7 separate regions of the Mus musculus genome follow, and regions 2, 3, 4, 5, 6 and 7 are each linked to region 1. The links are chromatin contacts, called in public Hi-C, HiChIP or PLAC-seq and promoter capture Hi-C maps. All regions are on one chromosome and are shown on one strand. The core of a region is the stretch at or near the end of the contact, and the rest is flanking DNA. Distances in the headings are between cores, read along the strand shown. Region 1 holds the start of Etv6 (ets variant 6). Region 2 has its middle 15 kb from the start of Ddx47. Region 3 holds the start of Apold1 (apolipoprotein L domain containing 1). Region 4 overlaps Lockd (lncRNA downstream of Cdkn1b). Region 5 has its middle 30 kb from the start of Crebl2. Region 6 holds the start of Dusp16 (dual specificity phosphatase 16). Region 7 overlaps Mansc1 (MANSC domain containing 1).

Region 1 (3,930 bases), core at 833-3,332:
CCTCATATGTATGAGAATCTTATTACATAGGCGCTACCCCTTCCCATCTCATAAGTGCTGAGAAGTTATCGGAGACCCTACAGTTAGATCAGTGATGTAAGGGTGCCTAAGACTTAACGCAGCAAAAGTCCATCAGATCCAATGTCTGCAAACATCAGTTAAGAGACGCAAAGGGAAACCAAAAATTGTTTAGCTGGGAATGGATGCTCAGTAGGAGAGCACTAGACTAGAACACATGAGGTCTAGGTTCAATCTCCAGGGCTGTAAACAAAGAAATGGATGTTTAAGCACCCGCTGCCCCTTAAAAGGGGCATAGTGCATAGTGGCCCGGGTTCGGGAGAATTTTTTTGCTTCAAGTCAAGGCCAACTTGGACTACAAACTTAAGAAAATTTAAAAACCAACTGGCTGGGTGTGGTGGTTCACGCCTTTAATCTCAGCACTGGGAGGCAGATAGACCAGGCTTCAAGGCTAGTCTCATCCACATTGTCAGACCCTGTCTCAAAACAAACACAACCACAGGAACACAACGAAAATTCCCAGTAAGAAACAACAGCAAAAAAGCTTCAAGAACACGGGAGCAAAGGTAGGTACTCGTGAGAGATAAGAATGGGTAAATGCAGTCCGGTTGGGACCTAGCATAAACAAGACTAAGTTCTTTTGGTGAATATGGCTACTAGATGACAAAACGGGTTGTGGTACCTTGGAGGTTCCCTCCAAGAACATTACTGTTATCAGCAACGGGGTGCGTTCCCAGCCTGACTCTTGGAAAATTTCATTTAGAGTGTCCTAATATGAGTATGTATGAACAGAAGTTCTGTTTATGAAAGTCTGAGCACGTTTTTACGACGCTGAAAAGTGTGCAGGAAATAAATAAATACATAAGAAAGATCAGAGGCAGAACTAGTTCCAGGCCAGCCTGAAAGAGTTCCAGGACAGTCAGGGTTACATTGAGAGATTTTACTTCAAAACAATACTGCTTCCTCCCACCCCCACGCCTCCTTCCCAAGAAACTACAGAGGTGGGAATACAGAGGTGAGTCTGGGAAACCCTCAGCAGGGAAGATGAGTATAATGCATTCATACACGCATACATTTGTGTTTATTTTACCGTCAAAGCACAAAATGGAAGTGCATCAAGCTCTTCGTTATATATCCACATATTAAACCTGTATAGACTAGAGGGTTAGAATTTAAACACCATCTTCTGCGGTGGGCATTTTAAGAGATTATAAATAGCAATAAAAATAGAGTGATCGGAACGCTGGTGCTCAAGGCTAGCGCCTCAGCCCCAGGATTCTGGCAGCCCCTCCTCTGCAGGACCCCGGGCTGTCCCCTCCGCCAATGACCGAGCCCGAGGAGCGGCCCAGGGGAGGGCTAAGATCTGCTGGAACGCGCCCTGTCAACTTTGTAGTCCAGTCACCTACGTCGGTTGGTAGCGGCCGCTGTGGCTTTAAATGGCCGGGGGATTTCGAATCGGGGAAGGCGGGAGGTCAGGCCGTGGGGCGCCCCCGTCGCGGGGAGCACCCCCGCTCGCCGCGTCCCTGCGCCGGAGCGCGACCGCGCGGCTTTGTCTCCAGCGTCGCGCCCTGCACTTCCCCGTGCGCAGCCTGTAACCCGAGCTCCCATTTCCTGGTGGATTCTCTTAAAGCGGCCGCGGTCGCCGCGCAGAACAAAGGCCATTGTCTCGCTTCCTCCTGCGGCGCCGCGTCCTTCCCGGAAAGCCCCTTCCTAGACTGCGGTCCCCAGGCTGCATTTGCGCCTCTGGGAGTGCACAGAAAAGCCCCTACTGTGCGTGGCCCAGGTCCTCCTGAGGCGCAGCCAGGGGAGTCGGGAGAGAGATGAACCAGGCTTGCTGGTCCTTGGGCCACGCTGCAAGGTTCCCCAAAGGCGTCCTCCGCCTCGGGGCGGCCCAGTGGGCATCCCGCGCCCCTCCCCCGCACGCCTTTTGATTTCTCCGCGGCCCGCGGTAACCCGAGCTTTTATTTCCTGGTGGCTCCTTTAAGAGGCAGAGCCGGGTGCTGGGAATTCACGTCAGTTTCTGCCCTGAAACTCTCAAGATCAATGAGCAGAGAGCTTTCTCAGTTCTGCCTTTCAGTTTCTCTCTTCCAGGAAGGAAAACATTCGAGAAAGAGAGAGGGAGGGAGGGAGCGAGGGAGCGAGAGAGCGAGCGAGCGAGCGCCGCGGGAGGGCGGGCGCGCCGGCCGCGGGTGGGAGGAGACACGCCAGGCCGGCCTGCTGCGCCCGGGTCGCCGCGCCGCGACCCGCACACCCCACGCCGTGCTCGCCGGCTCCTACGCCCCCGCACCTCGCGCCCAATCCGCGCGTTGAGAAGAGCCCCCCCTCCCCCTCGGGCGGCCGCCGCCAGCGATGCTGCAAGAAACTTCTTAAACGACCGCATCCCGCTGCCCCGCCGAGCGTTTCTGGGTTGGGGAGAGGAAAGGAAAGTGGAAAAAAACTGAGAACTTCCTGATCCCTTTCGCTGTGAGACATGTCTGAGACTCCTGCTCAGTCTAGCATTAAGGTAACGATCGGATTCCCCTCCTTCCTCCGCTGGGCGATCGGAACCCCCTTACCCCGGGGCTGCTGGTGCAGTTGCTAGGCTGGCGGGGAATTATTTGGGGCGCGAGGGAAAAGGAGATGCAGCTCGCGGCCGCGCTGTACCCTTTAGTGTAACCTTGCTGCACCCCTCTCCGCCGAGATCCTCTTGGGCTCCTGCCTCCCCCCCCCACTCCCTTTCTTTCTTTCCTTTTTTTAATAGTATAGAATAGAGTTTATTTAGGGCAAGGGGAGGGGAGTCAAGAGGGTAGTTGTGGCAGAAAAAAGCAGAGAGAGGGAGAGAGTAGAGAAGTAGAGGCAGGCCATGAACACGTGGAGAGAGAGGGAAGGGAATAGGGAAGGTAGGGGGAAGGTAATAGCCCAAGAGGACAAGAGAGAAAGAGAGCCCCACTCCCTTTCTTTTTGACAATGTAATGCCGCTCTCAATTGGTAGGAGGAACCCGGGTTGTCTTCAGATCTGTAGAGCACCTCCGTAATTAGTGCGCTTAAAAATAAGAAAGGAAAAAGAAAAACCCTTTCTCTTTATTCCTACGCATAACGTGAGACTGAATTGTAACTTTTGTTCCCAAGGGGTGGTCTCTAGGGAAAAAGTTCTAGGGGCTCCACTAGGATGCTCTCTCTCTCTCTCTCTCTCTCTCTCTCTCTCTCTCTCTTTACGCCCCTCCTCCCCCCCCCCCCCCCGTTCTATCACACAAGAATTTTACCCTCTCTTCTCTTCTGATTGTGATTGCAAGTCCTAAGACAGTCTTGGTGTCAGCTTTTCCTGGGCATTGCACAATGAAAAAAAAAATTAAACCAAGGTGAATAAAGTTGCTGAATAGTTGTTTTACGCTAGTGCATATGAAAGTTGAGCAATCTGAAAGTAGAAAACTCCTGTGATGAAGGGTGGAAAAGAAGTAGCTAAGCAAAATGACCTTCTCTGACAGTCCAAGCTGGTGTGGAAAAGCTGCAGTCTTGGAGCTCCCTGACCTGCTCTAAGTTCAAGAGGGATATTTGCAAACAGCCTTTGCCTCCAGGTAGTCGCATGTGCATGTATATACACAGTCTGTCTATATAGGCTGAGGTGCTGTAGTTAGTTGCTTTTAAAAAGTTGTTGTGAAGTTTGCCACCATTGGGAGGCAGGATGGTTTGACTGTCTACCTCAGTTATTTTTCCCATGCTGCGTTTATTTCAAGGTTCTGCCAGTCACCAGGAGGCAAGCTGTTCTGCTCAATGGGCAGGGCTGAAGTTTCTCAAGTTTTCTAATGGTTTGGCCTATTTAATATGTGCCCCTTGCATGGATGTTGGGGAAACAATGGGCAACTAGCCTGTTTTCTTCTCTGGGGCGGTGACAGCGGTTCATCTAGGATCTATGGGAGGGAAAGGTATTTTGTC
Region 2 (3,930 bases), core at 407-2,906, 990 kb after region 1:
CATAACCCGTTGTGCCAGGCTTGGAGGTGTAGCTCAGTTGTTACTCTGAGGGTCCAAGACTCAACTAGATCATTTTATTATTCTTGGTCTTATAAAAATGCAACAAACACCCCAGAATTTGCCTGACTCTTCACAGATGTCTGGATGAGAGCCAGAGAGCTTTCCAAGTAGCTTCCTGTCTCTGAGCTATCTATCCCCTACATCTGATGCCAGTTGCCAAGTGCCTCAGCTCTGGGAAATGGGACCAGAAAGAACCAGAGGGCAGTGGTGTTGGTTACAGCAAATGAAGGAATCCACCTTATCAGAAGCAGGTGACAAAGCATGAAGAAGGCATGTCCTCAAAAAAGAAATTAGAGACTAGGCTGTGGCAATTCTAATCCAGAGTTCTTGAGGTGAAACCTAGCCTTGGGGCAGATAATAAAAGGGTGTGAGTCACTCTTGGGCTGGAATGACAAGAGACTCAGCCCAAGCACTGGAGATTCAAGGGTGACCCACACCTACATTCTTTATGCCTCACCTGTCTCAAGAATGCACTAAAACTACAGCTAAAAATAACTGCAGAAACTTGAGGTCTGGGAAGTATCGCCAAACAGTCACACCTAAGTAGACAAGAGCTCTGGGCCATGATTGAAGACAAGAACATGCTCAGCTGGAGGCCACACAGTCTGTAGGACCCTCATACCTGTTGATACCGCTGGAGCTTGTCTTAGAGACTTTGTTGCTGTGAGGAGACATCATATAAAAGGAAGCATTTATTGGGGGCTTGCTTATAGTTTCGGGATTATGCCATGATCATCAAGCTAGGGAACATGGCAGTAGCTAAGTGCTTAGATCTGATCCACAAACAGGAGGCAGAACGAAGGAGATTAGGCCTGGAATGGGCGTTCGAAGCCTCCAAGTTTACCTCCAGTGACACACCTGTTGCAACAAGGACACGCCGCCTAATTCTTCCCAAACACCTCCATGCATTGGGGGCCATTCTCAAACCATGGTAGAGCTTTCGTCTGCTTACAGCCATCTGTTCATCTGATACCAGTAATCTCAGATTTTAGGAGGAAGAAGCAGGAAGATCAGGAGTTCAAGGCCAGCATCAGCTGCGTAGGTAGTTTGGAGCCAGCCTGGGCTACGTGGAAACCCCATCTTTTGGAAAACAGAGCCAGTGAGGTGGCTCAGCAGGTAAAGGCACTTGCTACTAAACCTGAGGACCTGAGATTGATCCCCCCAGGACTCATATAATGAGAGAACTGACTCACAGAACTTCCTCTTAATCTCTTAACATCCTGTGATAGTTTCCACCCTACCTCTGATAAATAGATGCAAAAAAATTTTAGGTCAAAAGACCCAAACAAAAGCACATACACAAACCAAAAAAACAAAACCAAATTTGATTCCAAATCTCAGTCCTTATATGATGTGTATGTGTGTCTTTTGTATGCATTTCACATTATACACTCAACAAGCACTTACTGAACGAAAGGAATCAGCCAGTGGTGGCAGTATTGCATTTCCTTAAATGTGCTCCACATAACAAATGAGTGTTATGCCTATAAGCTTTCAGATGCCAACTTAGTTTCCAATGGGCAACCATTAAGAGAGGATAACAGAACATCTTCGTTTTCACCGGTAGATGGCAGAAGGGGGAAATGCTCGCCCTCACTTCCTCTGTGGGAAAAAATAGTTACTAGTGAGCAGTGACTGGGGTGCAGTGCAGAATCAAAGGGCACACAGTGTACTCTTGTGTGGCCTGCAGTGACTAAGGGGTAGCAATCAGGGCAGGTATGAGAAGTACCTATAGGTATCTGAAGGGTGATAGTCTTTAACAGGACTGCCAGGCCAGGCCTGGGGTGTTTCCTCACAGGTAGAGAGCTTGCCTTTTGTGTGCAGGGATCTCTGGGTTACCCAGACTCTAGGACTGGGAGAACTAAATGCTGTATAAAATGCAGCCTTGCTCTGTTCCCTGGTCCCTATCTGTGCTAGCTTTCCATTTGTGCTAAAGTCTCCCCTGCCTATCTAGGTATTGATAGGTCACCAACTCCTGGTTCTCCCCCTCCAGTCTGGAGCCTGGGAATACAGGCATTTCCTTCCCAATGCACAGTGTGTATGAGAGTAAGTTGTTCAGGGTCTTGAATCCTCTTTCACGATATATCCCTCTGTTTTGCTGTACCCTCATCCAGGCCAGTCCATAGCTTTCACTTGTCCATGTTATCTCATGGCTTGGTGCCAGGGAGCTAGTGAGTCACTTATTCTTTTTGTCTTTGGCCCAAAGTGATGGGGACTTGTCCTCCATCCAAAAGAATGATAGCAGCAGTCAGGCATGATGGTCAGCAATATTGGGCTGTGGGCCTGAGGGCATAGCTCAATGGCAAAGGCTGTGTTTACATGCACGTGGCTCTGGGTTTGATTCCTGGCATTAAAAAGAAAATGAGAGGCTGGACAGACGTCTCAGCTGCTGAAGTGCTTGCTGTACAAGTAGGAGGGCCTGAGTTCAGATCCCCGGAACTCATGAACAGTTGGTGTGGTGGCCTGTGCCTGTGATCACAGCACTTGGGAAGGGAGGCTGGACATCTGGGACTCTCTAGCCAGTCAGTGTAGTCAATTGGTGAACTCTAGGTTCAATGAGAAACTCTGTCTCAAAAACAAAAAAATATGGTTGTGGGCTTGTGGGGTGATTTAGTGGGTAAAGGAGCTTTCTGCCAAGCCTAACTATCTGAGCTTGGTCCTTGAGACCCATATGATAGGAAGAGCAATCAAGGAAGACACTGGATGTTGACCTCTGGCCTACACACACACACACACACACACACACACACACACACACACACACACACACGAGTGAGCCTTCCCATGTTCAAAACACATACCCTTATACCCACACACACCATACCACCCCAGAGATAGAGATGAGAGAGAGAGAGAGAGAGAGAGAGAGAGAGAGAGAGAGAGTGTGTTACAGAACAGAGACAAAGTGTTTTATATATATCTTTATAAATTTATAAAAAGTATATATATACAGATATGTGTGTGTACATATATATTATTTTACCTCCCAGCCTTGAACACTGGCTCTTTCCCCTCCATTCTCTGAAGATGAGTCCTCTGGTGACTCTACCTTGCTGCCTGACATCTCAGAAACTCGCCAGTCCAGGCTATTAAACCCAGTGCCACCTTCAAGCCAATGCTCTCCTTGTGATTTTCAGTGAGTCAAGAGAGCAGAGACCATGACAAGTTTTCTTGATTGCCACGTTTTTCTTAACTCAGTCAGGGTTGTTTTAGACACACGATGGCGAACAATGAGGTTGTGGCCAGCCTGCTGGGTCTTGGCACTCTTGGGTCCTGACACCCATCATTTCCCTTGCTGGAGGCCATGACTCAGTTTTTGAGGAAACTTCTGAAAAGCTTGTTTGTGATACTCCTTCTTGGTCACCCCTTATTCTGTGTTTACTTCTTTGAATTTTCCCAAGGAGATTCAAGAATCATATAGGGAGCCGAGAGTTGCCGCTAATAGAGTTGAACCAAGGCTTCTGTTGGCGTTTGTTGGTTTTCGTGGATTTCAGAGGATGAGGGTTCAGGGAGTGGGTGGAGAGCTCAGTCCTTTAATCCCAGTACTCAGAAAGCCAAGGCAAGAGGAGTGTGTGTAGCCTAGGCTGGCCTACATGGGAGAAGGCTGGTGAGGTTGATCAGGAGCTAAAGGCTAAGCTTTACAGAGCGACTTTAGTTACTGAGACCTACATAGCAGGAAGAGAAAACAGACGATGCAAACTGTCCTCTGATTGCCACATGCACGCCTTGGTGATAAGTGGGCATGTGCATAGATAGCTAGCTAGACAGACAGACAGACAGACAGACAGACAGACAGACAGATGTTAGGATAAAAATATTTAGAAAAAGAGAGGGAAAAGAAATAGATTTGAAATTTGGTCTCTACCCCAA
Region 3 (3,930 bases), core at 852-3,351, 950 kb after region 1:
AACAGGTCATGAGCCAGAACCTCAATGCTATGAGGAAAATAAACCCTTTTCTTCACCCCTGACGCCCTTTACACACACACACACACACACACACACACACACACACACACACACACACACACACATGGACCAGGGACCTGCACAGGAATGGCACCTACCAACAGTGTGCTGGGCCTGTCTATATATGTGTGTGTGTGTGTGTGTGTGTGTGTGTGTGTGTGTGTACATGCACGTGGGAGTAAGAGAATGGCTTTGAGTGTTGTTCCTCATGTGCTGGCTGCCCTTTTGTGGTTGGAGTAGATAGAGCTTGTGATGTAAGCTAGGCTGCTCGACCAGCAACACCACACTTGGCAGTTTTAAATGTAGGTCCTGAGGATTAGACTCAGGCCCCTGTGCTTCCAGGTTTTGCTCTCCAGTTCGGGCTGACCTTGAACTTTGAGCAAACTATGATGCTTCCTTCCAGGTGCTGGGATGACAGGCCTGTGCCACCATGCCCAGCCGTTCTGCCTCTTATCTCAAGAGTACAAGTAGACGCTGGGGCCATTCTGCTCGGTTATGTCTATTCTGTAGGAGCTATAACCAGAACACTTGGACGTGGACTAAATTCTGACTGATCAAGGTCAAGAGCAGCAGGGTGTGCTGCAGGTGGCACTGCTCTGGTAAAGACAGGTTATCCATACGAAAGTGAGGGGCTTAATTGTGTTCTACAATGATAGAGCTGTTGAAACTTTCCAAATGGGGCAGAGCAAGAGGCAAGTTCAATGCCAGTCTGATCTACTTAATGAGTTCTAGGCTAGCCAGAACTCCATAGTGAGACCGCACTGAACAGATGCAAGAGACTCCAAATGAATAAGGGGGACTTTTGTTTCGTTTTGGGAACAGGGTCTCACGTAGCCCAGGCTGGATTCCAACTAGCTATGAATCCGAAGCTGACCTTGAATGTCTAACCCTCAAGCTTTTACTTCCTGGTGCTGGAATTACAGGGGTGGGCCACAGTGATGGGTTTCTGGGTGCCAGTGTTAGAATCCAGGGCCTCCGCGTGCTAGTCTACTGCACCTCCAGCTGGAGACATGAATCATTTAGGTGAAAACCAGTTTGGCCTTTGACGATGGTGTCAGGGGTCCTTTGGTGAGACTGGGTTTCCCAACTAAGCTTCAGCTTCTCCCCTCCCCCCACCCCCACCCTAACTGCTTCAGGGATAGCTATGGGGTGCATCGCCATCTGGTCTGGGTAAAGGCACAGAAAGAAGCTACATTCATTTCCCCGCCTGCACGCTCTGTAATAGATAACTGTTTTTCAGACCCTGCTGGGGAACCTGTAGCTAGAATCCACTCATTTAACCATGATGCAAGCTACAGTCCTCGCTTCATATGAAAACCCCGGAAGCCATCATCTCCCCGCTGCCATGGAAAGTGTATAATTAGCTCGGTGTGCAGCTTGACCCCAGTGATTTTTCTGACGCACTTGGCCCCGCAGTGTGCCCTTTTTGAGACCTCCTGTGTCTTCTCCACAGCTGGAGATGCCCTAAACTGCACGCAGCACTTCCTGTGGGCGTGGTCTTGAATTTTAGGCGCTCCTTGGTGCTGGCTGCCCTCCCTTAATGGGTCACATGCTTCAGCTACTTACATCCCCACAAAGCTCTTTGAAAAGGACCATGAGTGGCTGTATCGATCATAATTAAGTTTTCCGGTCCCTCCTATTTCTTTTTAAAAATGATTTTCTGATGGAGTCCTCTCAAAGAAACACTATAATTGGGCAGCCTGGGGCATGTGGGAAAGCCTCCCCCGATGGCGTCAGTAGCTATTCTCAGGAGAGGAAAGGCAGGGTATCCCCACTGGGAGATGACAGCACTTGTTTCAAGTTGGGGAAGAGCCTGTGGTTCTCTTCCTGCGTTTGGAGGGGAAAGCGAACACACAATATTCATTTCCTAAATACGGGACGTGCTTTGCCAGCGTCTCTTTTTCCAACATGTCATATCCTGGCCGAAGGCAGCAGGGGTCAGGGCAGGAAACAGCAGCTTCTCAGAATGAGACAAGGCTTTCCCAGAGCCGTCATTGGCTCCTGGGAGCTATAAAGTATGCTCGTCCAGAAACAGTCTCCCACTTTTCTTCCTGGAGGCCAGAGTGAAGGGTAAGTGGGGAGTCCGAGGGATGTGTCTGCAATGGGATTGGTGATATCGGGGTCAACTCTCGAGGCGTCATGTATTTGGAGTGACTTTTTCCCAACCTTCTTGTTACCTGAAAACTTCTTACTGGTCAGCTAGATCATGGAGGTCAACCAGGAGCTGTAGGACCTATGAGTCAGGAGACCAGTGTTCTTCTGGGGGCACTGAGAAACATCAGCTGTTGGTAGCCGGTCTCTAAAGGCCTTCATCTTAACCGAGGACAATGAGTTCTGGCTGTGCATGCCGATGCAAGCCTGGAATTCTAGAACTCAGGAGGTGGAGGCCGGAGAATCGGGGGTTTGAGGTCAACTTGGACTATGTAACAGCCTGTCTTTAAAAACAACAAAAACAAATGGAGAAAGATAAAAAATTAAATAACTTCTGCCCTGCTCGTTCAGGTCCGACATGCTCTTTCAGTGACTTATTTGGTGCCTTTAAGAAGTTCTGACTGGTGGAGAGTACAGTGTGTATGAAAATGGGGCTCCCTCATTACCAGGACAGATGGCCTTTTACAGATGAACCTGGTACATTCAGCTTTCTCCCTTAGTCACCTTTTATTGGCTTCAGTCCATCTGGACCCAAGGAAGCCTCCAGTGAGCTGCTAGCTAGCACCTTTTCTTTTTTACCTTGAGACAAATTCTTGTTATGTAGCCTTGGATGGCCTAGAACTCAGTATTTAGACCAGGTTGGCCTTGAACTCTCAATGATCCTGCCTCTGCCTCCCAAGTGCTAGGATTAGAGAGAGGGACAGGGACATTGAGAGAAGGAGAGAGAGAGAGAGAGAGAGAGAGAGAGAGAGAGAGAGAGAGAATATAATGATATAATGAGAATGGGGGGGGCAAGTACCTTGAGTCCCTAGGACACAAGTCTCCACATAATGAAAAGTTTTTGTTACGTTACATGCACGGTTTGCTACTTTTAAGGTGTTCTCTTCTTTTTATTGGTCCTTGTTTGTCAGGAGTTGGGGAATAGAATAGGGTGTCACACCAGACAATGGCTCTACCCCTGAGCTGCATCCTCAGCCCAAGTGTCATTTTGAAAACAGAGCAAAGTCTCTGTTTTCAGAGCATTTACCTGGAGCAGCTTTCTAATAGTCTCCACCTTCCCGTTTAAACCTTTATTTAAATCTGTGGATGGTGTCCATAGATTTTGTTCCCTGGAAGGAAAGCAGAAGACAGCATAATCTCTGTTGGAACGCACAGTTAACGGGTTCTGGGAACTTGTGTGACTTGTCCCAGGCTCCAGAGCCTTTGGAAACTTGACCCATAACCCAGTAGTAACCTACCTCCCTGTTCCCAGTCCTGAGTGGTTTATTTATTCGTGTATTCATTTCGGCAGCCTTGTGGATTGAGTCTGAGGGTTGAACGCTAGGTAAGTGATCTACCATTAAGGCAACACGCCCAGCATAAAGTCTATTAATTATTTGAGGACTCTCTAGAGAGTGCACCGGGCAGCTCTAGCCTAGGGCAGCAACGGGTGCGGAAACTCGGGCTAACTGTGCGTCTATGTCCCTCACAGGGCATGGAGAAGCGGGCGGCCTGGGAGCCGCAGGGCGCCGATGCGCTGCGGCGCTTCCAAGGATTGCTGCTGGACCGCCGTGGCCGGCTGCACAGCCAAGTGCTGCGCCTGCGCGAAGTGGCCCGGAGGCTGGAGCGGCTACGCAGGCGCTCCCTGGCGGCCAACGTGGCGGGCAGCTCTCTGAGCGCCGCTGGTGCCCTGGCAGCCATCGTGGGGTTGTCACTCAGCCCGGTCACCCTGGGAGCCTC
Region 4 (3,930 bases), core at 970-3,469, 910 kb after region 1:
CTCACAAAGCTGGGAACCTGGAGCTCACCGCATAGCTTGCAGGCAGCTCACTAGGTTGGAGAATGTCCTTTCGAGTTGCCTCATTGGTCTAAACCTCTTCCAGACAGCTCTGTTAGTTTCTGCTTCTTCTAAGTAGCTGGTCTAGTCTCAGAGGATTCCTTGAAGTTTTGCTTGCCTGAGAGTCTTTGTAGTTCAGCTGAGCTTTTCTGAGAGGGAATCTCAGTTTTTATTGCTTATTCTGGCAGGGAGGGGCACAGTGAATTTTGTCAGTTTCAGGGACTTCCTGAAGTTTTTTTGAGTTGTTTATCTCCCTGCTTAAAGAGCTTCCCTGCTAGATGGAATGTTTCAATCTTGGTGTAAATTGTTACATAACAGGTGGCTCTTCTCATTTCAATGAACTCAGTCTTGTAACTATCACAGCTGTGCCCAGAGACAGAGTATCTCTTAGGTGCGCAATTGTTCCTCTTAATAGTCAACTTGGCAGACTCTAGAACCTCCTGGGAGATGGGCCACTGGGCATGCCTCTGGGTAATTGTTTTATATGTTAATTGGTGTGGGAAGACAAGGCACAATTCTCTAGGCAGAAGATCATGGGCCTCATAAGAGTAAAGAAATTGAGCTGAGCACTGGTGCACAAGCCTTCATCGTTGTCTGTTCCTGACTGTGGGTGAACTGTGGCCAGCAGACTCAGGCTCTTGCCTTTGTGACTTCCCTTCTATGAATGTTTATAGCTTGGCACTGTGAGCTAAAAATAAACCCATTTCTCTTCCCAGTTGCTTTAGGTAGGGTATTTTATCACAGCAACAGGAAACAAACCATGACAAAGTAATTCTAGATCTTGTCTAATTGACAGTGTATATATGTGTGCATGTATATACAAATTCTACCTATCTATTTATCTATCTATCTAGATATCTATCTATCTAGACAAAATCTCTTTCTACATGTCTCTGGCTGTCCAGGAACTCTCTATGTAGACTAAGATAGCCTTGAACTTACAGAGATCCGTTTACCTCTGTCTCCCGAGTATTGAGATTAAAGGCATGCATGATTATTCTCAGATTTATGTATAATTTTTAAGCATTTATTTGTGTGCACAGAGAGGTCAGAGGCCAACTTTCAGGAGTCAGTTCTCTCCTTCGAGTGGGTCCCGGGGTCAAACTCAGGAGCTTGGCGACTAGTGTATTATCTCTCTGAGCTATCAATGGCTCTCAGATTGACAGCATTAACTATGAAAGTCTCGAATAGTACACACTAGCTTCAAACTGGCCACAAAGCCATGGATGGTCTTGAACTCCTGATCCCTCCTACCTCTACCCCCAAGTTCCTCTACCTCCCCAGTACTGGGATTAAAGGAGTGTGCCATCATACCTCAATCTTGGTGATAGATTTTTCTTTTTTAAGGTCCCTGGTGTTTGGTAATTTTTTTTTGTAGTATTTTATTTATTGCTGACACAGTTTGGCCCAGAGAAGGATTTTAGATTTTTCTTCCTACATCTTTGCTCAGCTAAACACCATTGTTCAAGATCTCGAACCACCAGGGCATAAAACTGAAGTACTGAGGCCCCTTCCTAGTGTTTGGCCTTTAGAACACTTGCCTAATTCTCTGTAGTAATTACATTCCTGTCCATCTCCTCCAGCAGACTATTATGAGCACAATACACTAGTCATGTCGGAGATAACAGCCTGACCTCAGCGTGGCTGCAAAATGAAGCCACTTTTGGCTTTCCTAAGCCATCAGGTAACATCGTCACATGGTCTTCCTTTTCTAATGAGAGCCTAGATATTCACTGCTCATCCCGCACGAAGGGACTATTGCTTTCCTCGACTCCTGTGAGTATGTAGTTTGTGGCCATGAATTAGGAACTTAGCTTTCTTGGAAAATAACCTGAGCTGTGTCAGTGGAATGCATTGATGCCAGCAAGGAAATAGGAATCCTGGGACTGTGGCCAGAAGGAACCTATAAGTCATCTTGTCTAAAGTCCCTGCAGGAAATTACAAATTAGAATTCTCTCATCTGTAAATAGAAAGATTGGGCGAGTGACCTCGTGTACCCAATATTCTGTGATCCAGCTCAGGTCAGCCAAGTACAGGGTGGTAACTAAAGACTGGTCGGGTAATGGAAATGTAAAATGATTTTCCCCAGTGCACAGTGCTCTTGAGTAAGTCACGGAAGAGCTAGTCTCGCAGGAGGCATTCTCTGGTGTGCCAGCTGCGAAAGATCAAGGAATACAAGTTTGGGGATAATGTTACCAGTAAGATCTCACGTGGTAAGAAGATGGAAGAGGTTCAGTTTTCTGTGGTTTGTTAAGGCATCCTCCAGTTAATGGGGATGGTATTTATGCCTCCCTTACGTGCCTAGGAAACCAAACACACGATACAGCGCTTAATGCTATTGGTGTTAGGTAGAAAAAAATAAATTCTAGAATGCCCTGAGCATGCTGGAAGTGGGGCAGGAGGATCAGAGGTTCAAGGTCAGCCTAGGCTACATGAGACCTTGTCTCCAAAAAAAAACCCTAAAAAGTGGCTACAGAGATTGCTCAGTGGGTAAAGCGGCTGTCACAGAGCCTGACAACTAGAGCTTAATTCCTGGACCCCACCCACATGGTGGAGGGAGAGCCCTGACTGCTTCAAACTGCCCTCTGACATCCACATGCTTGGCTGTAGCATGTGTGTGCACTCACGTGTGCCCATACCAAATAAATAAGTAAACAAATATGGAATACATATTTTTATATATTATGTACGTATGTGTTTGTATGTGTGTATGCATATATATTATGTGTGTTTCTGTATGTATGCATGCATATTATTAAATATGTGCATATTATGTATTATGTGTGTGTGTTTCTAAGAGGCTGAAACTGGCTGTCTCCCTCAATCTCTCACACATTTTTTGTTGTTGTTGTTTGGTTTTTTTTTTTTTAAGACAGGGTTTCTCTGTGTAGCCCTGGCTGTCCTGGAACTCACTCTGTAGACCAGGCTGGCCTCAAACTCAGAAATCCACCTGCCTCTGCCTCCCGAGTCCGGGGATTAAAGGCGTGCGCCACCACTGCCCGGCTTCTCTTACACATTTTTTGAGACAGTTTTCTACTGAACCTGGAGCTCCTTAGCACAGGAACACCTTGAATTTTTTTCTCAAAAGATTTATTTATATTTTTATGTGGGTGAGTGCTCTGGCCACTGTTTGTACATGCACCATATGTGTGCAGTGTCCATGGGGACCAGAAAAGGCCATCAGATTCCTTTGGAGCTGGACTGACCCAGGGCTGTTAGTTGCCATGTGGGTGCTGGGACCTGGGTCCAAACCCCCAACCCCCAACAGGGTTTCTCTGTGTAGCCTTGGCTGTCCTGGAACTCACTCTGTAGACCAGGCAAATCTCTAAGTTGGAGATCCACCTGCCTCTGCCTTCTGAGTGCTTGGATCAAAGGTATGTGCTACCCAGCTCAAAGCCTCTTTAAAAAAAATTAATTTTTATTTATTTTTTTAGAAGACATTTTCTTTTTTTTCCCTTGTTGTCTTCCTCCTCCTCCTCCTTGTTTTCTAATATTTATTTATTTTATGTGAGCCCACTGTAGTTGTCTTCAGACACACCAGAAAGAGGGCATCAGATCCCATTACAGATGGGCTGTGAACCACCATGTGGGAATTGAACTCAGGATCTCTGAAAGAGCAGTCAGTGCTCTTAACTGCTGAGCCATCTCTCCAGCCCTTATTTTTATTTTTAAAACCACATACGTATGTTTGCTTGTATGCATGTTCCTTCAGAGGCCAGAAGCGTCTGTCAGAACCCCCTGGGGACAGAGTTATAGGTGGCATGAGCTGCCTGATGTGGGTGCTGGGTCCTTCGAGAAGCAGTATGTGTTCTTAATTACTGAACAGCCTGGTCTACAGAGTGAGTTCCAGGACAGCCAGGGCTCTCCAGGTCC
Region 5 (3,930 bases), core at 1,045-3,544, 820 kb after region 1:
ATTAATCACTGTTCCAGATTCCAACAGCTGCAGCATCTCTTGTCACTCCCATCCATCGAGGCACTGCAGGCTAACTGCAGTTCCTTCCCAGAGGAGAGCAAGCTGGGAGGACAGAGCCCAAGGCCATTCTCTAGGGCAGGAAGAGGCCAAGTGCCTGGCTTCTTTTTTTTTTTTTTTTTTTCAGAGATTAAGGAGAAAATATATTTGCACATTCACACCAATCCAACTCTGCCACTCTAGCATCTGCTTCCCACGTACTGGAGCAACTGGTGCAATATGGAGTTGATCTGGTCAGGTCAACATTTAGGCTGTAGGTGAAGTTATTAATTTGTTTTCTGTCCTTATCTAAAATGTTCCTGGGATGCCCAAATCAGAGCTTTAGTGCTGCGGTCCCTGCCACTGCCTGCCTCGTGGACACGCTCAGCGGCACCAGCTGTAACTTCAGCGTCTTTGCCCCACAGTGGGTCTGCTTTGGCTGGTGATAGAAACACAGGTTTAAGCTGTGCTTTACTTTTAGTTAAAGTCAAGTAAGATCAACAAAAATAAATACTATTTTTCACAGAGATCAGCTGCATGCTGTGACAAATATTAAAGTACATATTTTGTTTTTTAAAAGATGAAAGATGATTAAACCACATGGTATTTGGGGGCAAATGAAGGATTTTTTTTCCTCAGAAAAGAATTGTACAATTATATTTTTATGAAAAATAAAGTATCTTCACCAAAATAACGTTCAGTTGCCTGTTTGACAGCACTGGGGTAACTGTGTACACCTACAGCCGCTAGAGCCGGACAGCCTGACTTCAGGCCCCACATGGTAGAACGGGGAGAACTAGAGTGGTGGGCTAACCTCTGCTTCCACGGTCAAGTGTGCTGAAGACTGCTTACTGCTCTTGTAGAAGACCCAGGTTCAGTTCCCAGCACCCAGGTAACTAACTACAGTTGCAGGAGATCCCATGAGCCCCTGCACATAGGTGTTGCATAGGCGTTCACTAAGGCAAGCACACAGACACATGATCCTTTCTTATTTAAATGTATGGGGCGGGTCCTTAGTCCATTTTCTGAGTCACAGGGGTATGAAAACCTGCCTGTTAAATAACACGGGATTGGCTTGGCAAGATGGTCAGCAGGTAAAGGCGCTTGCCACCACACTGACAACCTGAGTTGATCCCTAGAACCCACACATACAGCAGAAGGGAAAGCCCCCTCCCCCAAACTGTCTTTTGACCACACCCATAGACAAACTAAATAAATCTGAAAATAAAAATATTCACAGTATGTAAGGATTTAAGTTATCAAAAATAGAAGTGTTTGGGGCTGGTGAGATGGCTCGGTGGTTAAGAGCGCAGACGGCTCTTCCGAAGGTCCTGAGTTCAAGTCCTAGGAACCACATGGTGGCTTGCAACCATCTGTAATGAGATCTAACACCCTCTTCTGAAGTGTCTGAAGACAGCTACAGTGTGCTTACATATAATAAATAAATCTTAAAAAAAGATTTAATGAGCTCATATCAAAATGCAGTATTAGGATATTCCCAGGTGGTTTCTATATATTGTTATACTTATCCTTTGAGTTGGTATAATTGGAGGCTCTTTGTGGCAATAATAGCCTTCAATTAGTTAGGTTCATTTTAAGAACCACTTATTTACTCTCTGTCTTACTTGATTACAAGTGGTCATTAATCTGTCTGGACTGTCATGTAAAGTTTTGCTGAGTGTGCACTGCACAAAGTCACTCAGTTAAAGTGTCTGATGGGCCTGATCTCCAGATCCAGTTCCCCCTTAAGAAGCCCTCATGGAAGAAAACCTCCTACCATCTGCTCATTGAACCATTCCCGTTGCCTAGGCCTGCCTAGAACTTACTCAATCGGCACACCTTTTTATATTCCTCAACTCACTAGGGGTGCCTGTGTGAAAAGTATGCAAAATAATGGCATTTTACAGCTTGCTTTAACCCAAGTAAGTGTGCCTCTTCTCCCTGTTCAGTGACATCAGTTTGGTAGTTATTCAGCAGGGGTATAGGTGTGTGTACTCTGTGGATATAGGTGAATGCTACAGACCATGGACAGTCAGGCTCCGATGCACCCCTGGAAATGGCCAAAATGGGGGTCAATACAGCTCAGAACAGTACATCTGAGACACAGAGTATAGAGGGTGAAGAACTGGCTGAAGGAACTCAGACTGTAAACAGCACGGAGCTGTCCAGAAAGTCAGATTATGGCACAGGACACATTGTAGCTGTGACTGAAACTGTTGCAGCCCTGTCCCACTCTAGGAACCATGAGGCAGAAGATCAGCTGTGTTTATTTTTCTTTTCTATCTTTATTTAAACAGGGTTTCACTATGCAGTTCTGGCTGGCCTGGAGCTCGATTTGTAAACCAGGCTGTCCTGGAACTGAGATCGACATGCCTTGTTTCTTTGAGTGCTGGGATTAAAGGGCTATGCTACTATACCCAGCCTTCAGTTGAATTCTTAATCCTGGGGTCACCACAAACTCAACTAATCTACTACTTGCTTGTTACAGGGTCCCAAGCATGGCTGGGCTGTGCTGGGCTGTGCTGGGCTGGGCTGGAGTTAGGCAGTGAGCTGTGCCTAGCAGACTATTCTGTTGGATAAAGATCTGAACGGGAAAAGCCCAGTCCGGTCTCGTGTCCCTCAGCAACCTCTTCCTGGCAAGCACTTTCAAGACTCTGGGACCAATGACTCTGAACTGAGTCTGAAGGCCAGGACAGACCACCCAGGTCCACAGCCAGAGCACCCCTACTGGGACTACAGCAACAAACAGGAAATGATCCTCATTAAACTTGTCCCGCCCACTTTTAGCTAAAGGTAGAAGGTTCATTCTTAGCAACATCACAAGTTTGGGGCCAACCAGGTCTATATGAGATGCCAACTCAAAAAACACAAGAAGATCAATACATAGTTCTGGACCAGACAGGGCTATAGAGAGAGATCTTGTCTTAAAATAACCAAACAAAACAAAGAAGAGCAAAAATACTGATACAAACGTGCTGTTCAAGCTGGAGCAGCCAAACCCAAGAGCCACGGGAAGAGAAAGGAATATCAGAAAGACACAGCAAACATCCCTTCACGTCATGGCTCGTCTGTGAGGCCTGGGAGGAGATGCAAGTGGAGAATGCCCCGGGCCTTGTTAGAGTGACCCTCGTCGTTTAGTATTCCCAGCCAAAAAGGACAAAACTATGAGAACATGAGCTTTTCAACCAGAGAGATCAGGAACTCTGCCTAGTATGGAAAAAAAAAAGTCTTTGAAAACTCTAAAGCCTCCCGGAGCGGGACATCATGGGAGCGTCTTGAGGACAAATGCGGAAACGGGCCAGGCGCTGAACTCGATGGGTAGAGTGCTTGTCTGGCAGACACCAGCTCAAACGTCCCCGGCACCACACAGACAGGGTGTGAACACCTGCAATCCCAGCACGCAGGAGGTGGCAGATCAGAAGTTCAAAGTCACCCTGAGCAGGGTTCGAGGGACTGTGATAGACTCTTCTCAAAAGGAGGGAGAGAGCGAACCTAACAAATGAGACAGGAATTCATTAAACAGGGGGTGGGTACAGGCCAACTTGAAGCACAGAGCAGGGAAGGCTGTCATCAGACCCTTGTCAATCTTCTGCACTTTCTTTTCTCAATGAGCCTGGAAATCACTGGTTTCCCGCCATCAGGTTCCAGGGATCTCCTGTGGCCACCTATCCAGTGCTGGGTTTAGAGATGGGAACCAGAGCCAGGTTGCCATGACTACATAAAAGAACAGTATCCACCTTACTGCAGCGTCTCTGGAACGTTTCCCTAAAGGAGCATCAGTCTTCTGCATCTACGCTTTGGTTAGTAAAGTGCTGGAAGGCCATGTCGACTGTTGCATGCTCCAAACCACATGATGTCCTCCGACCTCCAGGTCTGCCTCCTCAGCCTGCGTTT
Region 6 (3,930 bases), core at 905-3,404, 760 kb after region 1:
GTAACTGTGTACTTCTGTTCCTGGCCCTGTCTACTGAAACTCACCATCTGAAACACTGAAGGAAAATCAGCACAATTCTAGGATAAGTATTTCACTTGAGTTGCTAAGATACCAGAGAGTAAAATAAAACAAAAAATTGTAACTATCATTATCAACAGTTTATACTTTCTAAACATCAGCTTATTCACCACTTACTAAAATGCAAAATAAACTTACTTCGAATTTTCTCCCCATTTGGAACTCTGATAAACACAAAATCTTACACCTTAAAACTAATAATTCAAGCTGAAGTTCTGAATTTGTCCATAAGATGGTAAATGTTATGAAAATATCAACATTCCACAATGTCTTTAAACACAATAAGTTCCACAGTTTTATTTTTTACATAAAGACAAAACCCTTTTGCAGTGCCTGGTCACATTTTGACTAGAATACACAAAGCCACAGACACTTCAGTTTTCAATTTACTTCTCCAAGCGACTGGTCTTCACCCAATAGAGAATTCTATAAATCTGAATTACAGCCTCCCACAGTGTGCTCGCTAATATTTGAATTGTCTCAATTGTTAAGCTTTTTTCCCCTTCTTCTGAAATTTACCTTTAAAGGTCTTTTCTTTAAGGGAGATGAAAAAGTGTAGGCTTTTTGAGGAAGTAGTTGTTAACTGTATGTACTATCAAGCTCCACAGAGTGGCCAAAGAGGCTTATTCCCCCTGAGAATCTATTTCAGAGAGAGAGAGATAACGTGAGCAGGAGAGAACACATACCTGGTCATTTTCCCAGCAGGTTCGATAGGTTTGATTCGCTTGTAAGAGCAGAGTATTTACTTACAATCTTTAAAAGCAAAGTGGCACCCAGCGCACTGTGTAAATAAAAACCTCAGAGGTTTAAAAACCCTCATCCTAACTCACTTCCCCTTGGTTCAGGGGACGGCACAGCCAACCCCACAGCAAATGAGATTATGCAACAGGTTTTTCCTCTCTAATCATGGGCTGATTAGAGGTGTGCGTTCTCCAAACAATCTGAGACACACAGGACTTCAAAACACCAAGGATCTTTGCAACAGGCGTTTAAGAAAAGTTCTTTCCAATTTTGCACAAGCCATTCATTTTAAGATCTCCTTGTACTTTCCCCAAGTGTATTATCAGCTTTCTGTAGGAAACAACCCGTCGCTCTTAAAGAGTTTGCATGTATGTCCTCCTTAGGGTTTTTTTTTTTCCACGTGAAACTACACCGTACACACACACACACACACACACACACCGTCCGTTGTTTCCCCGTTTTCATGTCTCACATTTTACAGCTACTGTAAATAAAGGAGTCACCGGCGGACCGTTTTCCTCCAACACCGTGACGGGAGCCCCGGAATGAAAGTTGAGTTTTGGGGGTGGGTTTTTTTTTTTTTTTCCTTGTTTAAGGAAGCGACACGGTCGCTCCCCAGGTGGCCTCGCTGGCTGCCTGCACACACACAAGGTGAATTTGGGATTATGGAAACAGTCAGGGCCCCACTTGGCAGGCGTGTTGTGTAACAGTCTGGAAGTGAGCAGCTTCGCCCGCCCAGGTGCCGGCGACCCGCGGCCCGGGGCTCGTTCGCCCGCTCGCCCGCTCGCCCGCTCGGCGCGGCGAGGCCGGGGCGCCCCCGCGGCTCGGGCCGACCCCCAGCGCGGCCTACACACCCCCCGCCGCCGCCGTCGCCGCTCCGGGCCGCCGTGGCCCGCCGGCCCCCGGCCGGGGAGAGCGCGCGGCGGCCGGCACGAGGAGCGGACGCGCCTCCCAGCCGGCCCGCGGCCCGCCGCGAACACTTACTTGAGGGGCCGCCGGCTCCAGGCTCGCGGAGGGGAGCGAGCGTTGTCACCGCGTCGCCCAGCCGTCGCTCGCGCGTCCTCCTCGCCGCCGGGGCTTCTCCTCTGAAGGGTGGGCGGAGAGCTTAGCGAGAGCCCGGGCGTTTGCAACTTTTCTTCACTTTCTCTTCCACCGCCCCCCGAAAGAGGGAAAAAAAAATGTCGACAGGGATGAAGAAGTTGAGGTAAAGTTGGGGGTCCGCGCGGGAAAAGCGAGAGGGGGAGGGTAAATGGTTGGAAACGGGATGAGAGCCCCCCCAAACGGTGATGCCCGCAGGAGGGGACCAGGGGGGGTAGTGTGGGGGTTGGGGAGAGAGAAAGAGTCGCTGGTCAGGAAACTTCAAGCGCGGATGAGGTCATCGGTTTAAAAATAAAGAGATGGCGTCACTTGAAACCAATCCCAGTGAATGAACTCAGCGGAGCCCGGGGGGGAAAGGAGGAGACGGGCGAGGGCGGGGCGGGGGGCGGGGTGGGGGGGCGGGGTCTCCGGCCCAGGCCGCGCATCGCCCGCCCCTCGGCGCTCGTCCCCGCGAGCCGGAGCCTCCGGAGCCTCCGGGAGGCGGGCTCGGGTCGCGTACCGGGCCGACCGAGCGGCGCCTCGGCGCTCCGGGTTCGCGGCCCGGGAGCCTGGGTCTGTGGCCCGCCCGCCTCCTGCCCGCGCTGGGGTCTCTCCTCCGACGGAGGCGGCTGCTCCAATGCCCCCACTCTAGGGGAAGGAAAGCAAGGCGATCTGAGAGTGCTGCAGTCAATCATTTTGTAAGAAGGTCCCGGAATCCCAAATCCGGGGCTTTTCTCTTGAGAGGGAAGTTACAGGTACTTGAAGGAAAACTGCACCGGTGATATCAAACATATCTTCACCTATGTCTTCGTCCTTGAAAGACCCTACTACACGAGTGCGGGCAAACGCAGCCAAGAATTATTTTTTCTAAAAGAATCTTTTCTGCGTGCCCTCGAGATGGCTCAACAAGTAAAGGGTCCATGCGGTGGAGAGAACCGCCTTTGAAAGTTGTCCTCAGTCCACATGCTGTTCCCCACCCCGCTACACACACACACACACACAAATAAATAAATAAAATGTAATACACACACACAAATAAAATGTAATAAGACGTTAAAGGTATTTTAGGGTTGTTAGGAGCACTGACGGCTCGATTCCCAGCACCCACATGGCAGCCCAGAACCATCTGTAACTCCAGTTCCAGGGGATCTGATGCCCTCCGCTGACCTCCATGGGCACCGAGCACACATGGGGCGCACACACAAACATGAAATCAAAACGCCCTTACACATTAAGTAAGTATTCTCGACATCGGTAGTACAGCATCATCTTTAAGTCAAACCAGAGTTCACTTGCTTTCAAGAGATGCAAGACCTACTTGAGCCTACTTTAACTCCAAGTCTTTCATGGGTTTGGGTTTTTTGTTTGTTTTGGTTTGCTTTTGCTTTTGCTTTTTTCTCCCTTCTTTTCAAAGTAGCTTTGTTTTGAGACACTACCTACTTAGGAAAATGAGAGACCTGAGGTGGCGACAACCACTCTCAGCAACTGAATAGGACAATCGAAGCTTTATTCCAGTGTTCTTTGAGCATCTGAGCTTGAAGCTTCTACTAAAAAGGACTCACGTGGATATCACATAACAAAGATGAGATCAATGACAGAAAAGCACACTTCGAGTGGACTGGCCCAAGAACCAGATTCCTGTACCCCTCAACACACGCCATCTGCAGGGTACTGAAGTAAGGATTCCGGCCTTCAAGCAGTATGTTGAGGTGAATCGATGTGGGCACCGCCTAGGTGGCTTGGCGTGCTTTCCGAGTGGGTTAGAAAGGTAACGTTTCTGTTAGTCCTCTCCCACCTTTAAACCCTGCAACAAAGGTGCACCCGTTAAGGCTGGCAATCATTAATCATTTAAGGTAACCATTATGGAATATGCCTCCGGGGACTTGCAGGTCATCTTTCAGAGTGAAAAAGGGAGCCCTTTTGGAGGTGAGAACCGCAGAAGCTGCAAGCTGAGCTTGCCGATGCCGACCCAGCTTAGAGGAGAGGTGCCTTTGACCTTCTGCGGATTTGAGTGGAGGCGGCTCCCTGTCCTCT
Region 7 (3,930 bases), core at 629-3,128, 580 kb after region 1:
ATTTGTTTGAGACAGTCTCAGATAGCTCAGGCTACTCTTGTTTGTTTGTTTGTTTGATTGTTTTTTGGTTTTTCGAGACAGGGTTTCTCTGTGTAGCCCTGGCTGTCCTGGAACTCACTCTGTAGACCAGGCTGGCCTCAAACTCAGAAATCTGCCTGCCTCTGCCTCCCAAGTGCTGGGATTAAGGCTCATCTTGAGCCCCAGATCTGCATGCCCCAACCCTGCTGGCATTATTGACGTGTATCGTCCCACCAGGCTACAAGAACCTTTACAAGAATCACTTCATTCATCTAGGACAGGGTTTGACATCAGTGGCCAAGTCCAGCCTGCTATCTACCTCCGTGTGCCCTGCAAGCTGTGACTGAAGTTTACATTTTTCAATGGCTGAAAATAACCAACTTTGGACATGTGAAAATCGTACACTCCTTGAATGTTACTGCTCTTCAATCAAGTTTTACTGGTGCCCAATGTGTTCATTTATTGATATGGTCACCATGGCAGCTTTTATACAATAAAGGTCAATGGTGAATAGATATAACTGGTTGCACACAGCCAGAGCGCTTCAACCCAGGCCTCCAAAACCTAAGAACTATTTGACATCAAGACAGAAAAGCTGCCCGACATATGCTCTAGGCTACCTCGCTCTATTCTAAAATGGAAGTAGGGGCTGGGTGTTGTAGTGATGCCATTAATACCAGCACTTGGGAAGTAGAAGGGTCAAGAATTTACTTACAGTCACCCTCAGCTACATAATGAGTTCAAGGCCAGCCTGGTTTACATAGACTGTCTCAAACCACTTCACTTCCCCCCCCCACAAAAATCTGGATATTTGAGCTTCCTTTTTCCTCTGACAATTCCTTTTTCCTCTTTCTCAACATATATATGTATATATGTGTGTGTAACTTCATATATGTGTATATATGTGTGTGTGTAACTTCATATGTGTGTGTATCTTCATATATGTGTATATGTGTGTGTGTAACTACTACAGGTGATGTCACATTCATACCATCTGTATCATAAGGTATTTAGTAAGAATGAGGACTCAGGGCTGGGAGTGTAGCTTATAGTATGTATGGGCCCCAGGGAGGATGCACACAAAAGAAACAAATATACCTCAACATGTTTCATTTTTAAAAGGGGGGAGGGGCATCAGCTAGATGGCCCAGCAGGGCTGCCAAGCCTGGCCTGAAAGGCCTGAGTTCAGTCCCCTGGACCGATCTGATAGGAGAGAACGGACTCCCACAAGTTGTCCTCTGACCTCTACACTATCACTATCACTATGGTGAGCACAGCTCTGCACACTCACACACTAAATAAATAAAGTGTTATAATAAAACACTTAAATATTATTCTAAAATAAAAAACGAGAGAGAGAGAGAGAGCGCAAGACCATTTAGCTAACTGACCTGAGGTCTGTTTGATACTGTAAGTTAGCTATATCCATTGACAAGAACGACCGAAACAGCTGTTTGCTTTCTCAGACCTGTGACCTCAGCTGTAATAAAAAGCAAGCACCAGTCCGGTCTGATAAGATACAAATGTTGGCAAAAAGCCTAGAACCTCACAGAACCCTTCACACCTGCTCCTCCCACCTCGCCCACTGCTGTTTGCACTGGGCGGGGCTTCTCTCTGGGGCTTGGGAAACAGCCCTGGGCCTTAAACGTCTTTAGAGTTTCGTTTTTCAAGGGATTTTGCTGAGTTAAAAAAAAAAAAAAAAAAAAAAAAAAAAGAACCAGAGGCTATTGCTTGGAAACCAGCTAAGCAAATAGATTTCCAATTTATTGGATTTCTGAATTCTCCCATTCTTACAGAGCTTGGTAGAAAGATATATTGCAAAACTATTAAAGACAGATGAATGCGAAGCTGCAGTGCGTTTATAGCCCGAGCAGAGTCCACTGTCATCTTTCAAAGTGTCAGTCTGTAAATATTAGTCAGCTGGTTACAGGAAATAAAATTCCTTCAGAAACAAACCACCGAACAGATATTTACATTTCAGTTCAGTTCAAACAGGATAATTTATGATCAGTGGAAGAACTCAACCCGCAAACGCGATAGATTTATAAATTGAATTAAGAACATAACTTGTATACATCCTGTAGGAATGAATACACTGTCCTCCGCATGTGACCAGGATCGGGTGTCACTGCCAAGAACCACCCATCCTTCAACCTGCTCTGTGCTCATGATGCCCCCTGGTGGCTGCCAGCAGAACAGCTTGATTCCAGATCTACCTTCTTATTCTTATCCTTACAAAGTTCCTACACAGACCCACTTCCCTTTCCTCTCATCTCCACTGGCCAGCAGCTTTATCTTGTATTTCTTCTTTCATACACTATAAATCCATCAACTCTACAGAAATATTATGGAAATTGGGAAAGTTAATCTTCAATTGTAATTTATATCACCATGGCAGATCATTCAAACAATCTGTGCTCTGTGCACCCATTTCAGGAAGTGTTTGGCACACTGGATTTCCCTGGTTCTGGAACAAAATTCAGGCATCCCTTCTCCCCCACTCAGGAGACAAAGCACACACCCAGGTGCTCCAGACAGTTCATCCCACAAAGTACCTCAATTTAACAGGCAAGAAGGGGAACACTTTACTCTATTCTACTTCCTGACTCTAACATTACTGTCCTTCAGATCAGCCAGTTCGCAAATGGTGGCCCCACCTGTCAGATGTGCTATTCAAAAACTAAACCTCAGCCTCCTTGTGTCCATTTTCCTGGCTACCAGCAAGCCTTGGAATCTTACCTCCTTCTATCTCCTTTAATCTCCCTGGACATCTTCTGCCTATATCTTACTTCCCAAGGAACCAGTTTTTCCATTTTCCTACCTCCTGTGGCCTCAGAGTAGTTCTAAAAGGAGACACCGGTGGGCTCTAAGAAGTCTCCTTAAAGACATACTGGAAGCACACAGCCTGAGTCTCAACACTCTAGAGACAGAGGTAGGCAGAGCTCTCTGAGGTCAAGACCAGGCTAGACTACATGGCAAACCTGGCAACCTGAGATCTGAGCAAGATACCCAGAATGCACACAGAGGCGGAAAGAGAAGTCCAAGTCCATAAGGCTCTCTCTGTCCTCCACACATGCCAGGTCATGTGCACACACACACACACACACACACACACACACACACACGCACACACACATACATAGTAACAGGAATTTTTTTAAAAGACACCATGGAGCATGGCTACCCCAAAACTTCCCTCAGCATTTCCCTTCTCCATATACAATAAAACCTACCTCCTCTTCTGGATGTCAAACGCACGAGTGACCTGGACTCCCTACCTCCTCACACCACACACTCTGTATGGCTTACTACGCCTCTTGGGCTCAGAATGAACGTCTGCTCTTCAGACATTCCAGACCCATTCCACCTAAGGATCATGGTCCTGGGAGATCTTCTCTGTCTCCTCAGATCTGGCCCCTGGCTTTCCAGATCTCAATCTAGGGGTTACACCCTCACCGATCACCTAATTTAGGGGGCCACCTTGGCAATTATTCTGTGGGGTTATCTTAACCCTGCACATCACTTGTGACTCCTCCACATTCTTCTCGAGCGTGTGTTATGACTACCATCTCAGCTCCCCCAAAAGTCAGCTTGAGAAACTAGAACTGTGGTTTTTATGTTCAGCACTTCATCCCTGGGATATAGAAAGTGTGCCGAGGCAAAGGAAATGCTAAATAACATTCTTTATTTATTGACTAAGTGAATAAATAGAATATTAACAATCAACTGGGCTACCTGGGAGACTTCGTCTATTTTAAAAAGAAAAGTGCCCATAACAGAGCTATGCACTTTTAATAATATGAAGGTAAAAACAAAATTAAAAAAAAATACTGCCAGATCGCATTATAGAAAAATATATCTTTAGTTTAATGAATTTCAAATCATGAAATATTTATGAACTTTTTTTTTTTG

The links. Promoter capture Hi-C pulls out the DNA fragments that hold promoters and counts their contacts. Hi-C and Micro-C count contacts between places; a contact is called where the count stands out from the background. HiChIP or PLAC-seq counts read pairs in DNA pulled down with a chosen protein or histone mark. Capture Hi-C pulls out chosen DNA fragments and counts their contacts.
Region 2: a FOXA1 HiChIP or PLAC-seq map of pancreatic cancer cells shows a contact between it and region 1. The contact joins the enhancer-like site here to the promoter of Etv6 in region 1. A contact is called at or near these places in 3 of 39 promoter capture datasets (the 3T3-L1 cell line, the HPC-7 cell line and neutrophils) and 4 of 115 datasets of contacts at active chromatin or transcription factors (acute myeloid leukemia, extraembryonic endoderm stem cells, large pre-B cells and 1 more).
Region 3: a contact with region 1 is called in a promoter capture Hi-C map of liver, with 3 times the contacts expected there. The contact joins the promoter of Apold1 here to the promoter of Etv6 in region 1. A contact is called at or near these places in 2 of 39 promoter capture datasets (the 3T3-L1 cell line and pre-B cells), 2 of 115 datasets of contacts at active chromatin or transcription factors (pancreatic cancer cells and regulatory T cell precursor) and 1 of 9 other capture datasets (liver).
Region 4: a promoter capture Hi-C map of liver shows a contact between it and region 1, with 2.9 times the contacts expected there. The contact joins the enhancer-like site here to the promoter of Etv6 in region 1. A contact is called at or near these places in 4 of 39 promoter capture datasets (the 3T3-L1 cell line, cranial neural crest, liver and 1 more), 1 of 484 Hi-C or Micro-C datasets (myeloid progenitors) and 6 of 115 datasets of contacts at active chromatin or transcription factors (bone marrow-derived macrophages, embryonic stem cells, extraembryonic endoderm stem cells and 3 more).
Region 5: a promoter capture Hi-C map of liver shows a contact between it and region 1, with 4 times the contacts expected there. The contact joins the enhancer-like site here to the promoter of Etv6 in region 1. A contact is called at or near these places in 3 of 39 promoter capture datasets (cranial neural crest, liver and pre-B cells) and 7 of 115 datasets of contacts at active chromatin or transcription factors (T-cell acute lymphoblastic leukemia, astrocytes, bone marrow-derived macrophages and 4 more).
Region 6: a Hi-C map of CD8 T cells shows a contact between it and region 1, with 2.9 times the contacts expected there. The contact joins the promoter of Dusp16 here to the promoter of Etv6 in region 1. A contact is called at or near these places in 10 of 39 promoter capture datasets (the C10 cell line, the HPC-7 cell line, cranial neural crest and 6 more), 6 of 484 Hi-C or Micro-C datasets (B cells, CD8 T cells, LSK cells and 3 more), 9 of 115 datasets of contacts at active chromatin or transcription factors (the 230-238 cell line, astrocytes, embryonic stem cells and 6 more) and 2 of 9 other capture datasets (adipose tissue and liver).
Region 7: a promoter capture Hi-C map of liver shows a contact between it and region 1, with 4 times the contacts expected there. The contact joins the enhancer-like site here to the promoter of Etv6 in region 1. A contact is called at or near these places in 9 of 39 promoter capture datasets (the 3T3-L1 cell line, the C10 cell line, the HPC-7 cell line and 6 more), 1 of 15 datasets of contacts at CTCF or cohesin (the NIH/3T3 cell line), 9 of 484 Hi-C or Micro-C datasets (the G1E-ER4 cell line, cerebellum, cerebral cortex and 5 more), 19 of 115 datasets of contacts at active chromatin or transcription factors (the 230-238 cell line, the NIH/3T3 cell line, acute myeloid leukemia and 14 more) and 1 of 9 other capture datasets (embryonic stem cells).

Annotation. Positions count from the first base shown.
Region 1 is chr6:134,033,618-134,037,547 of GRCm38.p6, forward strand. Etv6 (ets variant 6) reads left to right here and starts at 2,083. Exons shown (of 8, transcript NM_007961.4): 1 at 2,083-2,521. The coding sequence starts at 2,489. It overlaps Gm46977, which reads right to left and starts at 1,695. Exons shown (of 4, transcript XR_001785383.2): 1 at 1,425-1,695.
Region 2 is chr6:135,024,760-135,028,689 of GRCm38.p6, forward strand. No RefSeq gene overlaps it. Among named protein-coding and RNA genes, the nearest start is that of Ddx47, 15 kb to the left of the region's middle. Within about 2 kb of position 1,657, at least 69 of the 459 cell types and tissues checked have an H3K27ac peak or open chromatin away from gene starts, as enhancers often do. A contact at or near this core is called in pancreatic cancer cells, where this site is marked.
Region 3 is chr6:134,979,900-134,983,829 of GRCm38.p6, forward strand. Apold1 (apolipoprotein L domain containing 1) reads left to right here and starts at 2,102. Exons shown (of 2, transcript NM_001109914.1): 1 at 2,102-2,130; 2 at 3,683-3,930. The coding sequence starts at 3,686. Gm36428 (a long non-coding RNA gene) reads right to left here and starts at 3,746. Exons shown (of 3, transcript XR_003956531.1): 1 at 3,239-3,746; 2 at 2,238-2,495; 3 at 1,999-2,156.
Region 4 is chr6:134,941,997-134,945,926 of GRCm38.p6, forward strand. The region is part of intron 1 of Lockd (lncRNA downstream of Cdkn1b); the gene reads left to right. Among named protein-coding and RNA genes, the nearest start is that of Lockd, 15 kb to the left of the region's middle. Within about 2 kb of position 2,220, at least 25 of the 459 cell types and tissues checked have an H3K27ac peak or open chromatin away from gene starts, as enhancers often do.
Region 5 is chr6:134,858,202-134,862,131 of GRCm38.p6, forward strand. It overlaps a transcript of Crebl2 not described here. Among named protein-coding and RNA genes, the nearest start is that of Crebl2, 30 kb to the left of the region's middle. Within about 2 kb of position 2,295, at least 10 of the 459 cell types and tissues checked have an H3K27ac peak or open chromatin away from gene starts, as enhancers often do. A contact at or near this core is called in embryonic stem cells and liver, where this site is marked.
Region 6 is chr6:134,790,474-134,794,403 of GRCm38.p6, forward strand. It overlaps Dusp16 (dual specificity phosphatase 16), which reads right to left and starts at 2,155. Exons shown (of 7, transcript NM_130447.3): 1 at 1,804-2,155. 1700055D16Rik (RIKEN cDNA 1700055D16 gene) reads left to right here and starts at 1,887. Exons shown (of 2, transcript NR_151454.1): 1 at 1,887-2,023.
Region 7 is chr6:134,613,298-134,617,227 of GRCm38.p6, forward strand. All of the region lies in intron 3 of Mansc1 (MANSC domain containing 1), which reads right to left. Among named protein-coding and RNA genes, the nearest start is that of Gm38910, 7.3 kb to the left of the region's middle. Within about 2 kb of position 1,879, at least 70 of the 459 cell types and tissues checked have an H3K27ac peak or open chromatin away from gene starts, as enhancers often do. A contact at or near this core is called in the G1E-ER4 cell line, bone marrow-derived macrophages, liver and 2 more, where this site is marked.